Regions from separate parts of the Astyanax mexicanus genome. Here region 1 is linked to region 2. A link is a contact called in public Hi-C data. All regions are on one chromosome and are shown on one strand. Each heading gives the region's core, a stretch centred on a gene start, on an enhancer-like site or on the middle of the called end of the contact. The rest is flanking DNA. Distances are from core to core; before and after follow the strand shown. Region 1 holds the start of klf6a (Kruppel-like factor 6a). Region 2 has its middle 130 kb from the start of klf6a.

Region 1 (6,604 bases), core at 164-2,663, 130 kb after region 2:
AATAAATAGTAAATAAGTGGTAATATTGCACCTAGGGATGGCTATAAATGGTTATTTTAGAATGACTTGCCATACACTTTAGCACTCTAGCTTACTTTAGACAGCTTAAAATTTTTACCAAATTTATATTTAAGCAAATTAATGACATATTTTGATTTTTTTTTTTTGTGTGTGTTTTGGTCCGAGCCTAAGAAAGCGCAAGCAGCTGATCTGAGATTTGTTTTGTCCCCAAACATGAGTTGAAAAATCTGATCTCTAATGACATTGTAATTGTTTTTTGCGGAGAGAAAAATCACAAAGCCCTCTGGTTTGATTAAAGACTACGTCAACTTCCAGTAAAAAGTCTAGGTTGAACCATCTAGGCAAGTGATTTTACATTGCAGATAAACCAGACCATGCTTTAGAAGTTCCGCTCTGGTTCTTTTAGTCCTTTAGATGGTGGTTCGCATTCCCTTTCACACCTGCTACTTTGGTTCGGACCAAACTGAAAAGTCCAAAAGTCTGGACCAAACACCTTCTCTGTGGTAGTTTGTGGACGTGTTTACTTGTTTAAGAACCAAAGCAAAAATATTTTTTTACAGTGTAGTAAGGTTTGTTTTGTATGAAAGACTATGCACGCCACCTAAAATAAAAAAAAAATCCATTATCCATAATTATTAAGTACTTATTATTAAGTAATGTGCTATCTCATAATGTAACTCTCAGAATAATGAATTACTATCTCAAAATATTTAGATTGTATCTCAGAATTATGAGAGTATCTCAAAATAACAACTTACTATCTTAAAATAATGACTTAAAAATGTGCTGGACAGCTGCTGGATTTATTTATTTAGATTTATTTTTTTTTGAGGTAACGGGAACTGGCTTCCATAGTTTTGAAAGTTAATAAAAGTGAATATAAGTGAATAAATAGTAAGAGAGCATTAGGAAAAGAACTTGGCTACTGAAATGCCAAGAGTTCAAAAAAGCCACCAGTATGTACCAGAAATGGAGAAGGTGTTGCTTAAATATGGGCTTGGGGTGATTACAGGCTCTGTAAAGGGAACTGGAGTAAGCTAAAGTGAGCTGAAGTGAGTTAAAGTGGATCTGTGGCACGGAGTGAACCAGCAGCAGCAACACCACCACCGCCGCCACCGTCAAAAAATAAAAAAGCAGAAGCCGAGAGAGTGTGTCTGTACCCAAGTCCTTTATATATGGGTCTAAAAATAGCCGGCCAATCAGAGCGCGGGGCCGGACGATGAGCGGGCCAATGAGGATGGAGAAGAGGCGAGTTGATCTGCATTAGGCGCGGTGATTGGCTCAAGGTGATATCATATGCGCCCGCGCAACCTGGTCGCCTCTGATTGGTCCGTTTGCGGGGAAAAAAATCTGAAAAATAAAGCAAGGGCGGGGGGCGAGGGGGCTGCGAGGTTTGAATAGAGAAGTTTGACAGAGCGCAGCAGCAGCAGCAGGGCTTCCAGCTGAACTTCAGTATCTGAGAGAGAGAGAGAGAGCGCGAGCGAGCGCGTGAGAGAGAGAGAGAGAGAGTGTGTGTGTGTTTGGTCCATGCGAGCAAGCTCTATCCAGCGTGAGAGAGCGTGAGGGACACGCACACAGCACGCACACTCACAGGACCATCCGCGCACAAGCGACGCTCCACTGCTCCGCTGTTGCATGTGCGAGACACACGCACCCGCGAGAATAGTACGACCGAGACGAAGACGAAAGAGAAGGAGGACCCTCTCTCCGCTGTCACGAGCGCAAACGAGGTGGTCTTCCCGACAGAGAGCGAGAAGACAGACGCGGAGAGAAACGACGGGAAGCTCTGCGAGCCCCAGATAACTTTAGAACTTCCACAGCTTTCCCCCCCTTCTGGTTTTACCCCTCTTTCCCTTCTTTCTGCTGGGATTTTGCCATGGATGTGCTACCCATGTGCAGCATTTTTCAGGAGCTCCAGATCGTCCACGACACGGGCTACTTCTCAGCGCTGCCCTCGCTTGAAGAATACTGGCAACAGGTAATTCATTCTTTATAGTGCATGATAGATGGCTTTAAAATGCGCAATGCCCATATAAGTTATATATGCATGGATCCATAGAGAGCGCGAGAGAGAGATATAGAGAGAGTGGTACGCACGCCTCTGATTCAAACACAGGCTGCCCCCTGCTTCTGACTGGCTGAGACTGACACTGTGACTGTGGTTGTGGTTTGCTTTAGCAAAGTGGGCGCCTAACTTGCATTCATATCTGTGTGTGTGTATGCATGGCTTTAAATTTAAATACCAGTAGTGTGTCATGCTTGAATAATACTATAATAACAATAACAGCTTTTTTTGTATGAATTTCCTTATAATACAATAAATAATACAATAATAAAATATTGTGCGCAATACCCACATCGTGAGTAATGCCTTGTCCAAAAACATGGTTCAAAACTGGCTTCTGACTGGCTGACTCTGTCAGTTTAACTATGGTTGTGGTTAGATAGCTAAATGTGCGCCTAAGTTGCATGTATGTTATATAAATATAATATGTGTGTGTGCATGGCGTTAAATTTAAATACCAGTAGTGTCACGCTAAAATAATTATGGCAACAGGTGATAAGAGTAATATATATCTTTATAATAAGCAGAAAACGTATAATAACATTAAAAGCAAAAAAAAAGTAGTCTTATCCACAGCGTTACGCACGCAGCTGATTCAAAAACATGCTTCCCCTCTTCTGACTGGCTGAGGCGCTGTGGTTGTGGTTAGATAGCTAAATGGGCGCCTAACTTGCATGTATGTGAGCTATGTGCGTGTGTGTGCATGGCTTTGAATTGAAATGCCAGCCGTGTCTGTCACGCTTGCACAAGCCTTGCCAACCTCGCTGCCATGCCATGCCTAGGTTCAGCAGAAAGAGTATAGTAATAGTAGCAGCAGCAGTTGTAGTAGTTGTAGCAATGTGTTGCTGGAGTATTTTTTTTTGCAATTAAGCAAAGGAAGCAGGCGGTTTGTGAGTAAAAGGAGCGCAAGCCTGCAGCAGCTGAGTGCGCTGTCAAAGTGCAAGTCAGTGTCGCCTCCCGCTGATAGCTAGTGGAGTGGAGTAAGTTACTGTAACACTGTTAAGGGAGCACTGCTGTGTTTAAGAGTCTTAGACTAGTATAAGTGCAATGAAAAGAGAAAACTTAATTATTTGGCAACCTATATGTGTATATCTGTAAAGAAAGTTAAAATATATATATATATGTTAAATCTCATCTTAATAATATGAATGGTTTAGGCTTAGATGTATAGACACTTGGAAAATGCATGATTTGGCAACCCACTGCTTGACACTTTGAAGATTCCAGACACTCAAACTTACTTTGCATTTATTAGCTAGGGTGATCCCTTATTTCATAACCCTACAAAGTGCACAGGTATCTATATAATACCATCCAGAATGGTAAAGGAGTCTGTTTTAAGTTATGTTTTTTAAACAGCCTATGTTCACAGAATGGAGGAAAATGAATGAGTTGGCAACTTTTGTGAACATTTACATGGTACATCATAAAACTACATTGTAAGTTATAATACTATGTTTTAATATGATTGCCTTTCACCCAGACTTTTAGGATTTTAGAGGAGCTTCAATTCAAAAAGGAAGAAAAATGCATGATTTGGCAACATGTCATTCTAAACCTCACATAGTTAATAAAAAAACGCCTTAAAAATAAACCTAGGTATAATTAGAAGACATATTTATAGTGATTTTAGTGTACTAATATTAGACCTCATAGCCAGTATAGTAGCCAAAACATGTGGTGACTTTAACACTGTGTGGGTCTCCTGAGCTTCTATGATTGAGAGAAGGTCTTGAGGACTCTCTACTAGGCCTCTGACTGGCTCCCAAAGCTAGAAAATCAATGACACATGGAAATATGAAAAATAATCCAAGAAGGAGGCTGGGTTTAGTATGATAACGCAGCATAGCGGTGTGACAGGCGAGGGTGTTACATGCCGCTTTTCTTCCCTTGAGAATATTCAGTCAGAGCATGATTGAAATCCAGCCAGGTAGTAAACCCTCAGGCGATTGAGGTTCTCGGATTCAAGCCAAGAGCCAAGCACCGTCTCGAATGTGTTCATACTTGCTTTCCCAGTGGTTACTTCCAACACACTCATTCACACATGCATTTAAAAACACACTCACTTACACACAGACACACACACACACACTCACACCCACGCACTCACAAGATGACCCAGGCCTTGAGAATGTGCTTCTTCCGTCATTTGCACAAGCAGCGCTAGCAAGAGAACATTGGTTGAGTACATACATTTTAAGTGGTGTTTCTTGGTACTCGCTTCACCACTGCTGAGTTTACTTCTGCTTACAGCTGTTCACTTTAACCCAGTGGTGTGGTTGGATGTTCACGAGTCTGAATGAGGAAGCTCAACATAAGCAGAGCAGAGAGAGGAAGTGTTGTGGCTTCCTTAAAAGGACTCTGAAAAGGGCCGAGTGCATGACTCACGTGGCCACTGTTAACCAAGTGAATAAATGTTAGTCTTTCAGAATGAGGCGCTGCAACGTTGGCTTAAGCCAAGCTAAATTTGGACACAATCATGCTGAGAGCACCATAATTGGGTTCATTTTTTAGGTGTGTGTGTGTCAAACATGCGTAACATTTTGACACGTGGAATTGCTGATCTTTAGAGATGTTCTTAGACAACGTTCATTCATTCCCCTGAGCTCAGTCTGGAGCTCTAAACTACACTGTCAGTGGTGCTGTCAGATACTGCATGGAGAAAGGTCTTGAAGCAAGACTTGAAGCTTGAGATGTGCCAGGAAATTGGACATCCCCCAGGATAACCTGTCGTGAGAGAGATGATGGAAAGATTGTTCCTCATTAGCGCCAAAGGGGATATGGCTTTCTGCTTGGTTGGCCTGTTTTGAGGAACCTGATGATTGATTACATTTGCATTTGTTCAGCAGACACGTTTGGTCCAGAGTGACTTAGTTGACAATGGTTGACTTGACGAGTGTAGAATTAAATGTCTTGCCTAGGCACTATTTAGCACAGCAGTGCAGTTCCCGTCTGGACAGGGAATTGGACTGGGAATTCAACGAAATGCTGAACATGCACTGCACAATATTTAAGCCAGAATTGAAAACTAAAAAATTGAAGGGTTCCCCAATGTTCTAACCTTGTGTTCCCTGTTTCCCCACGCCAGACATGTTTGGAATTGGAGCGCTACCTCCAGAGCGAACCATACGTCTCAGCGTCTGACCTGAAATTTGAGAGCCAGGAGGACTTGTGGAGCAAACTGATCCTGGCCTGCGGGGACTCAAAGAGCGATTCGGACTCAACCCTCCCGCGGGTCAAGGAAGACCCTGACAATCAGGACAGCCAGGCTCTGGAGACCAACAGCGTCAACTCGGACGTCAGCAGCGAGGCGTCGGACAGCTCAGAGGAACTCTCGCCCACCCACAGCTTTAGCTCCAACCCTCTGGGCTCGGTGTTGTCTGAGACTGGACACTTGGGTTCGTCCATCATCGCCACGCCCCCGTCTTCACCGGAGGCGCTGCAGGAGCCCGGTGCGGCCCAGGTATGGGGCTCCATACAGACTGAACTGCATCTGCCCATCAAGATCAGGCACGGGGGAATGGCCAAGGTCTCAGGGGCGGATAAGTCGGGTTTGGCAGGAGGGGACACGTCTCCAGACGGCAGGAGGAGAGTGCACAGGTGTCACTTCAACGGCTGCCGGAAAGTTTACACAAAGAGTTCTCACTTAAAAGCACATCAGCGTACTCACACAGGTAAGAAAACACCTGTTTTGCTCTTTTACCTATCCTTATCTTTCTCAACATCTGATAGTGGTCAGTGTGTTCTTTCATTTTAAGAGAAACACAAACCCTTATGCAGCTATGCTATTTTCTCTTTTAATCTGCAATGTCTCAATCAATTAAATAAGCGTACAAACTTTCTCTTCCGCTACATATATAGACACACACACATCAACATTTACAAATCAGTCCAGCACCAGCTGGGATGCCCCTATGATCTCTCTGCTGTCGTCATGTTGTTACGTAAGCCTCACGTAAGAAGAAACCAGTATCGGCCGCTCTGGAACATTGAAAGTACAATCCTTTGTAGTTTCCCTTCAGTGCTAGAGTTACATTTAGCGTTATCTAAACACATTTAAGCCAGAATTGATCTCAGTCTGACCGATATTCAGTTCAGACTGAAACTCTGCTCAACTGGCCGAGATTCATCTGTTCTGCTAGAGTAGTTGTGTAATAGCGTTGAGAGTTCACTCAGGTTGTCCCCAGCTGCAAGACCATTGCCACTCTCTGCATATTTGCCTTGCATGACTGCACGGTGACCTAATCTGTTTGGAATGTGGCTTTGCCCTCAGGGGGAGGGGGTAGAAGGCCTCGCAGGATGAAAGGAAACCTGCTCTACCAAAACACTATTGGTTTCGTCATGGGAAAGGGCCAGACATTTCAATGGGGGAACTGGGTGGCCCACTTTTTTTTCTTTTTTCTTTCTTTCTTTCTTTTTTTTTTTTTTGGTTTTCTCCCTTAACTTTTTTTTTTTTTTTTTTTAAATGTCCTGGACAAACCCGCAGTCTATGCATCGAACTCATTGTCCATTCATTCA
Region 2 (6,779 bases), core at 4,077-6,576:
ATACACTATACAGCTAAAACTACTACTTCAGACACTACTTCAAATTACTGTATTCAACAATGTAAAGTTATATATTTTTTGCATTCAGTTTGCAAACATAGCTTATATACTGTATAATCCCTATAGTAAAGTGTTGCCATCAGAACGGAAAACGTAGGAGCAGCTGCAGATGAACCTTAGGTCACCATGCCTAATGCCATGCGATGGCTAGGGGGTTATAAATCCTGTCAGCGTTTGGTCTGTGGAGCAGCAGAACTGTGTTCTTTGGAGCAAAAGTGTTCACTAAATCTTAAGTAAAGATCTGAGTGCAACCAAAAGGTATATGTTTGAGTAAAATGAACATTATTGGCTGAAATAACATAATAGATGCAGAGCTTTCAGACCTCAAATAATGCAAATAAAACAAGTTTATATTTATATTTGGTATATTTGAAATACCCCTGGTTTTAATCAGATTTATCATGCATCTTGGCATGTTCTCCTCCACCAGTCTTACACACTGCTTTTGGATAACTTTATGCCACTCCTGGTGCAAAAATTCAAGCAGTTAAGCTTGATTTGATGGCTTGTAATCATCCATCTTCTTCTTGATTATATTCCAGAGGTTTTCAATTTGGTAAAACCCAAGAAACTCATCATTTTTAAGTGGTCTGTTATTTTTTCCAGGGCTTGGGCATGGAAAGTCACTGTAGCATTTCTATTGGTCCATTTATCATTTACCATGAACACAGTGTAAATCTGACCTGCTAGTAAAAAGTAAGTCAGATTTATACTGTGTTCATAATTAATGATAAATAGGCCAATAGAAATGCTTTAAAATGACATATTTTTAACATTGACTTCCTATGCTCAGCAGTATGTCAACTGATCATGAAGTATTACCTCATGGAACAGCAGCTTAAGAATGCTGACAGGTGTATAAGTTGTGAGGAGTTATCTTGCCAGTGAGGATGAATAATGGTCAGTGTGCTCATGACAAGGCGATATGAATTATGAAAGTTTTATGAGCGAGGTGTGTACAGGGTATACTCATCATAGAAGACAATGATAGTGACTAGTGGTGCCTGGCTAGAGTTTTTTGGCATTTTTATACACAAGCAAGGTCACATCACATTCACATTCAATGCAGGAGGCCCCGCATTCACATATAACAGCTCAGTGCACTGTCCTATAGATTTCACGAGACACTGCAAAAGTGATAGGACACTAACAGTACTAACAATACTAGTTCCTATCCCATGACTTGTGGCATGTGTAGTACATTCTGTCCTGAAAATGTATGAAAATGAACACAGACAAGCTAACCCAACCCACCCAACCCAGCCATTCCCAAGTGATTCATTCCAAAGGCATGGAACCCCCTTGTGCGTGGGTGGGTATGTAAGTGTGTGCGTGTGTGTATGTGTGTGTGTGTGTGTGTGTCTGTGTGTGTGTAATTGCATGGCTAAGTGTGTGTTTGTTCTAGAACATGTGTTTTTTGAGTGTCCTTAAAGAGTTCCTTAAAAATGGTTGCACAAGATTTAGTGATTTCGGAATGCACACAAACCATGTGTGTGTGTGTGCGTGTGTGTGTGTGTGTGTGTGTATGCATGACTCCAGTGTGCGTGTGGTTGTTTTGCATATCTGAGTGCACCTAGAAATGATCTATAAAGTTTTTTTTCTTCATGCTCCGCTGTTCAGTCTGAGGCTCTGAGGATCTGCAGCTCTCGAAGGCCAGTATTAAGTTATCAAATGGATATGACCATTATGTTAAAGGCTGCGTACTGTGCCAACATTTTTAACATATGCCGCTTCCTGGAAGAGCTGATAAATGGCCCGGGCACCATTTTTTCAAGGCTATTAACTTGAGTGCTTTTTTATTCTGTCTCATTACTTTTTAAACAGCCATAGGAAGTCACAGGGAGGGTTTCTAAAAAATCTAAACGCTCCACGAAGCAATTTAAATAAGCAATTTGTAACTTTCAACAAAGGTGAATTAAAATAAAAAAGTGTGGGGCTGGATCTGGGTCATGCAGTGGAAAAACATGATGTACTGAATTTGCTCTATTTAGAGTATTACATGAAAACAGATTTTTGCTTTACATTTAGATGTACCTGCTTATGTAATAAAGCACATTCATGTTCATATTCAATTGCATGCATAATCATGCTGAAATAGTGTACATACTGTATTTAGATCAGATAATCTAATCAGGTATTTATGTGGGGTTGGGGGGTCACAGAAGCCCTGACTATCTTTCATGGCAGGCATCATTTTTATAAGAGTTTTTTTTTTTATCTATTGGCCAACCAATAGAAAACCAAAGTTGTGAAGTACACCTAAAATTGAGCCAATATACTGGGATGTTATAGGGCTGAGAAAGGTATTTGCAGAGCTCATATTTTGGTATCATAAATGACATCAGTGCAACCAGCCATAACAGGGTTCTTGCACCATTTTAAAGGTTAAATTGAATGATTTTTAAGACCTCAGTAGATATAATCTAAGACCCAAACATGTAGACATAATTTCTAATGTTAGCTAGCTCCATGCTTACCTTAGTTTTCTCCCCATTAATGTTAGCTAGCTTTCTGCTTACCTTAGTTCTCTCCCGATGAATGTTTGCTAGCTTTCTGCTTACCTTAGTTTTCTCCCCTTTAATGATATCCTATCTAACTCACGGCTAATGCTAGCTAGCTTTCCGCTAACCTTAGTTCTCTCCCTGCTATTGTTAGCTAGCTCATCTCTAATGTTAGCTAGCTCTCCACTTACCTTAGTTCTCTCCCTGCTAATATTAGCTAGCTCTCCGCTAACCTTAGTTCCCTCCCTGCTATTGTTACCTAGCTCGTCTCTAATGTTAGCTAGCTCTCCACTTACCTTAGTTCTCTAGCCGCTAATGTTGGCTAGCTCTCTGCCAATGTAATTTAAACCCTTTCAGACCTGAATTATTTGCCAGTGTTAAAAAAGTATTATTATTATTAATAATAATAATGATAATAATAATAATAATAATAATAATAATAATAATAATAATAATAATAATAATAATAATAATAATAATAATAATAATGCTGTTTTCTGCCTGCAATGCATACAAAGGAGGATATAAAATCTAAAAACTAAAATAAGTAATTTTTATATGTCTATTGGAAGCCTGTTTTTATTTGATATCAATCTTTTGGTCCACAAGCCATCCCTAAACACTAAAATAAACTTAACGTTTTTTATTTTATTTTTTTTATTGCATACAATAAGTAAAAAATAGCATGATGGAAAATAGTGCTGTTTTTTTTCCAAGCTAAGCTATTGTTTCATTGGCTTATAAACTTTTATTTATAGTCTGTTCTGAATAAAAAGAGGTCTCAATTATTGTTTGGCATTTGAGAAAAAATTAGAAGTTACCCACGGGAAACTTGAATTAAGTATCTGAGATACAGCAATAAAAACACAGTGAATTACATGCCTTATTGTCACTTTTTTTTTTTATTTCCCAGCTTAAAACGACATTAAAAGGCTTGGCATACTTCTAACTACACTATGTCACTTTGGTGAAGTGGGAAAGATCATATTTGTGAGCACTGTGGAACACTGCACAATCAATGTATATAGACTGTGCACGTTATATTCATGTAAAGTCCTGTATATAATATGATATACCTCCTCAATTTACATGCTTCTTTGACTCTCATAAGTCCAGAGCTTGTAAGTCCTTGTTGGAGAGTGTCTCAAAACACAAAAATACACTTTCTGACTGTATAGGGAGCCAATAAACAAAAAATAATAATTATCTAATGTTGCTTTAAATACTGCATTCTCAATATTAGTTGGTGTCCTGCCAACACAGCATGCTTAAAAATGATATGGCATTAATAATGAGTGTATGGAGGTGTGGCTCAGTCAAACAAGGGCAGGCAATAAAGCAGTGATCTGTGATAATGCAACCATTTAGAACAAGGCTGTAATAGAGGTACAAATTATTTAACAACTGATGTGGAGTTCATCAACCCAACAGAACTAAAATTGCAACCTATAGGGGGCGCAAAAGGCAGTCTAATTTATTGGCATTAATTTTCTTTTGATGGACAAATCATGTGTCTAATCAAAATGCCAAATGTCCAAATGTTTAAATACGCCCCTTCTAATAAATACATTCTGCAAATACTTTAAGCTGCTGACACATATGTGCAAATGCACAAACCCAGCTTGTTTAGGCCCTGTAGAGAAGTACTGGCATTAGATGGAGCTCCATGCAGGGGGTGGGTTGGAGAGTTGGGGAAGTGCTCTGTGTGTATCAGTGACCATGCGTTACATAACATTAAACAGTGAGTGTTTTGAGTTGTGAGAAGTGACACCGAGGCCCACGTGTGTGTTTGCATGTCTCTGTGTGTGTGAAAGAGAATGACAGAGAGAGTAAACAGTTCTGTGTACAGTTCCTCACTGTGAGTCAAGGCCACTGCCACTCACTCACCACTGTAACCATGGGGATAAAACACACACGCACACACACACACACACACACACACACACACACAGCAGAAGAAGAAAAAGGAAGAACCCTTATTTTTCTCTTTCTCACTTTTCTGTCAAAAATGGAACAATGCCTAAATTCAATAACAAATACAAGATGGAAAAATTCCAATGTCATTAAAGCCAAAATGCAGAAAAGCAGTTTTTTGAATAAGGGATGATGTATCAAATATCTCAATTTCGCTTGTTTACATTCTGCTTACAATCATGGTAGCCTACCTAATCTAAAGTTTATTTGCATAACTGTAACGATTTTGTTTTGGCCAAAATTTCGGAATAGTACGTCTTTTTTTAAAAATGTATGGAGACCTGTTTTTTCTCTCTTCTTTTTTTATCCTGACCTCTCGCTTATCACTCTCTCTTACTCCTTCGTAACTTACTCATTCTCTCATTATATCTTAGCTGCTCTATTTTTCTATATCTTTTATCATTTCATTCTCTGTCTATTTCTCATTCTCTCTCTGTTTCTAACTCTTTCTTTTAATGTTTTGTGCATTTAGCTTTAAAAAGTTTTATGTTGTTAGTATCAAAGCACTGCAAAAGTACTAGCAATAAAAATGACTATAGAAGTTACAAGTTAGATATATATAATGGAACTGTGTTCTCTGGAATGATGGTGCTCCATTTAGTTATTTTGGGTTAAGTTATAGTAGGTCTGCTCTGCCATGCATGTGCTGGCTGGAGTTTTACTTGGGGTTTTAATAATTATACTGCAGAGTTCAGCATGCAGGGCTTATGCTGGCTGCTTGTACCATCTAGTATTCACTGAGTGGACCCCCCACCACACACACACCAGGCTGGCACTGGGAGGCCTCTTTCAGAGGCTCTTTAGCTGGAGCTGGAGGGATTAGATTGAAGTGAAATATTCTGAATGTTTCATGAAGAATGAATCTGCCAGTCTGAGCTGAGACGACTGGGCTGGATGTGAAATTAGCGACTCTCTGGCTAATCTTCCCTCTGAATGCAGCGGACTCAAACACGCCAGCTACTGTTTGATCACGCAAATGTCCTAAAAGCTCATTAATAGCACATAAGACTCATTAATGAGAGCCAACTCAGTCTCGCACGCTTTTATCAGCCATCCTCACGCTGTCGCCTCTTTTCTTACTCCTGAAGGAGTGACAGATAAACGCTGCTGTGAAGGTACGTATATGTGGACGATGATGATACTGATGTTTTCACCTCTGAGTTAAAAGGTTTTGTGAAAATTAATTGTGTTCTTTTATTCTTTTGCATTAACTGTAGTCAGCAGGCCGGCTGATTGACAGGGTTTCAGGTAAGTGTGTGATGGATTAGTCACGCTACCTGCTAACTAATTACGTTAAAGTTTTAGTACTTGCAGGCTGATTCATAACATAGTGGAGAAGTATGAGTGGTTCTTGTAAACATATATGTATGTTGTATATGTATATTATAAACAATATGTAGGGTCTGTAAGATTGTACTGTTGTTATATGCTGTATACAGCACTGTAAAATTGTCAGAGATGTGTATTAATTTAATAATCAGATGAAAGAACACACATTATATGGACGTATTGGGAGACCTGTAATTTATTGTTTCCTTTCAAACTCAAGGGTGTTCTAGAGTATATGAATAGTGAGGTCAGGGTGTTGGACAATCACCAGCATTACCTCATCCTGAACTCCTCAACTCTCAAAAACATTAAATAGAGCATATTTTTGTCCTTTTACTATTTACTGAAGGGTGGTCTGAATTTTACATGAAATCGCACTAATCTGATGTCTGTTTTGTGCAATTATTGCAGAAATTTTATTATGGTCATATAGTCGTATATAGTCATAGTAGTAGTATAGTTGTTTATTTGTTATTCTTTATAAATTAGTTTAGTGAATAAATTTCAGTTTCAGCAACAACATTTTCAGTTTAAATTATTCTACATTAGATCTAGTCATCCTTATGATTTTATACTTTACTACTACTACTACCAATAATAATAATAATAACAACAACAACAACTATTATTATTATTATTATTATTATTATTATTATTATTATTATTATTATTATTATTATTATTATAAAATATTTAATTCATGGCACCTTTCACAAACCCAAGGACAATTTCAGTTTACAACAAACAAATAAAATACTTTTTTTTATTATTACTTTAGTTTGTAAAATAAAAGTATCTGTGCATCTGTTTTAGAAAAGTTTCCTTTTTGGGGTGTAATTAAAGAAAATAAAAAATAAAGTGTTCTTACACAGAACATCTTTCAGTGGCATATTTCATGCTATTACTAAAATGGAC

The links. A called contact is a pair of places that touch in the nucleus more often than the background predicts.
Region 1: a Hi-C map of muscle shows a contact between it and region 2, with 9 times the contacts expected there. The contact joins the promoter of klf6a here to the enhancer-like site in region 2. A contact is called at or near these places in 2 of 3 Hi-C or Micro-C datasets (both in muscle).

What each region holds. Positions count from the first base shown.
Region 1 is chr6:48,166,706-48,173,309 of AstMex3_surface, forward strand. klf6a (Kruppel-like factor 6a) reads left to right here and starts at 1,414. Exons shown (of 4, transcript XM_007238620.4): 1 at 1,414-1,999; 2 at 5,175-5,760. The coding sequence starts at 1,898. The region is part of intron 2 of LOC107197132; the gene reads right to left.
Region 2 is chr6:48,036,020-48,042,798 of AstMex3_surface, forward strand. No RefSeq gene overlaps it. Among protein-coding and RNA genes, the nearest start is that of klf6a, 130 kb to the right of the region's middle. Within about 2 kb of position 5,327, the one cell type or tissue checked has an H3K27ac peak away from gene starts, as active enhancers do.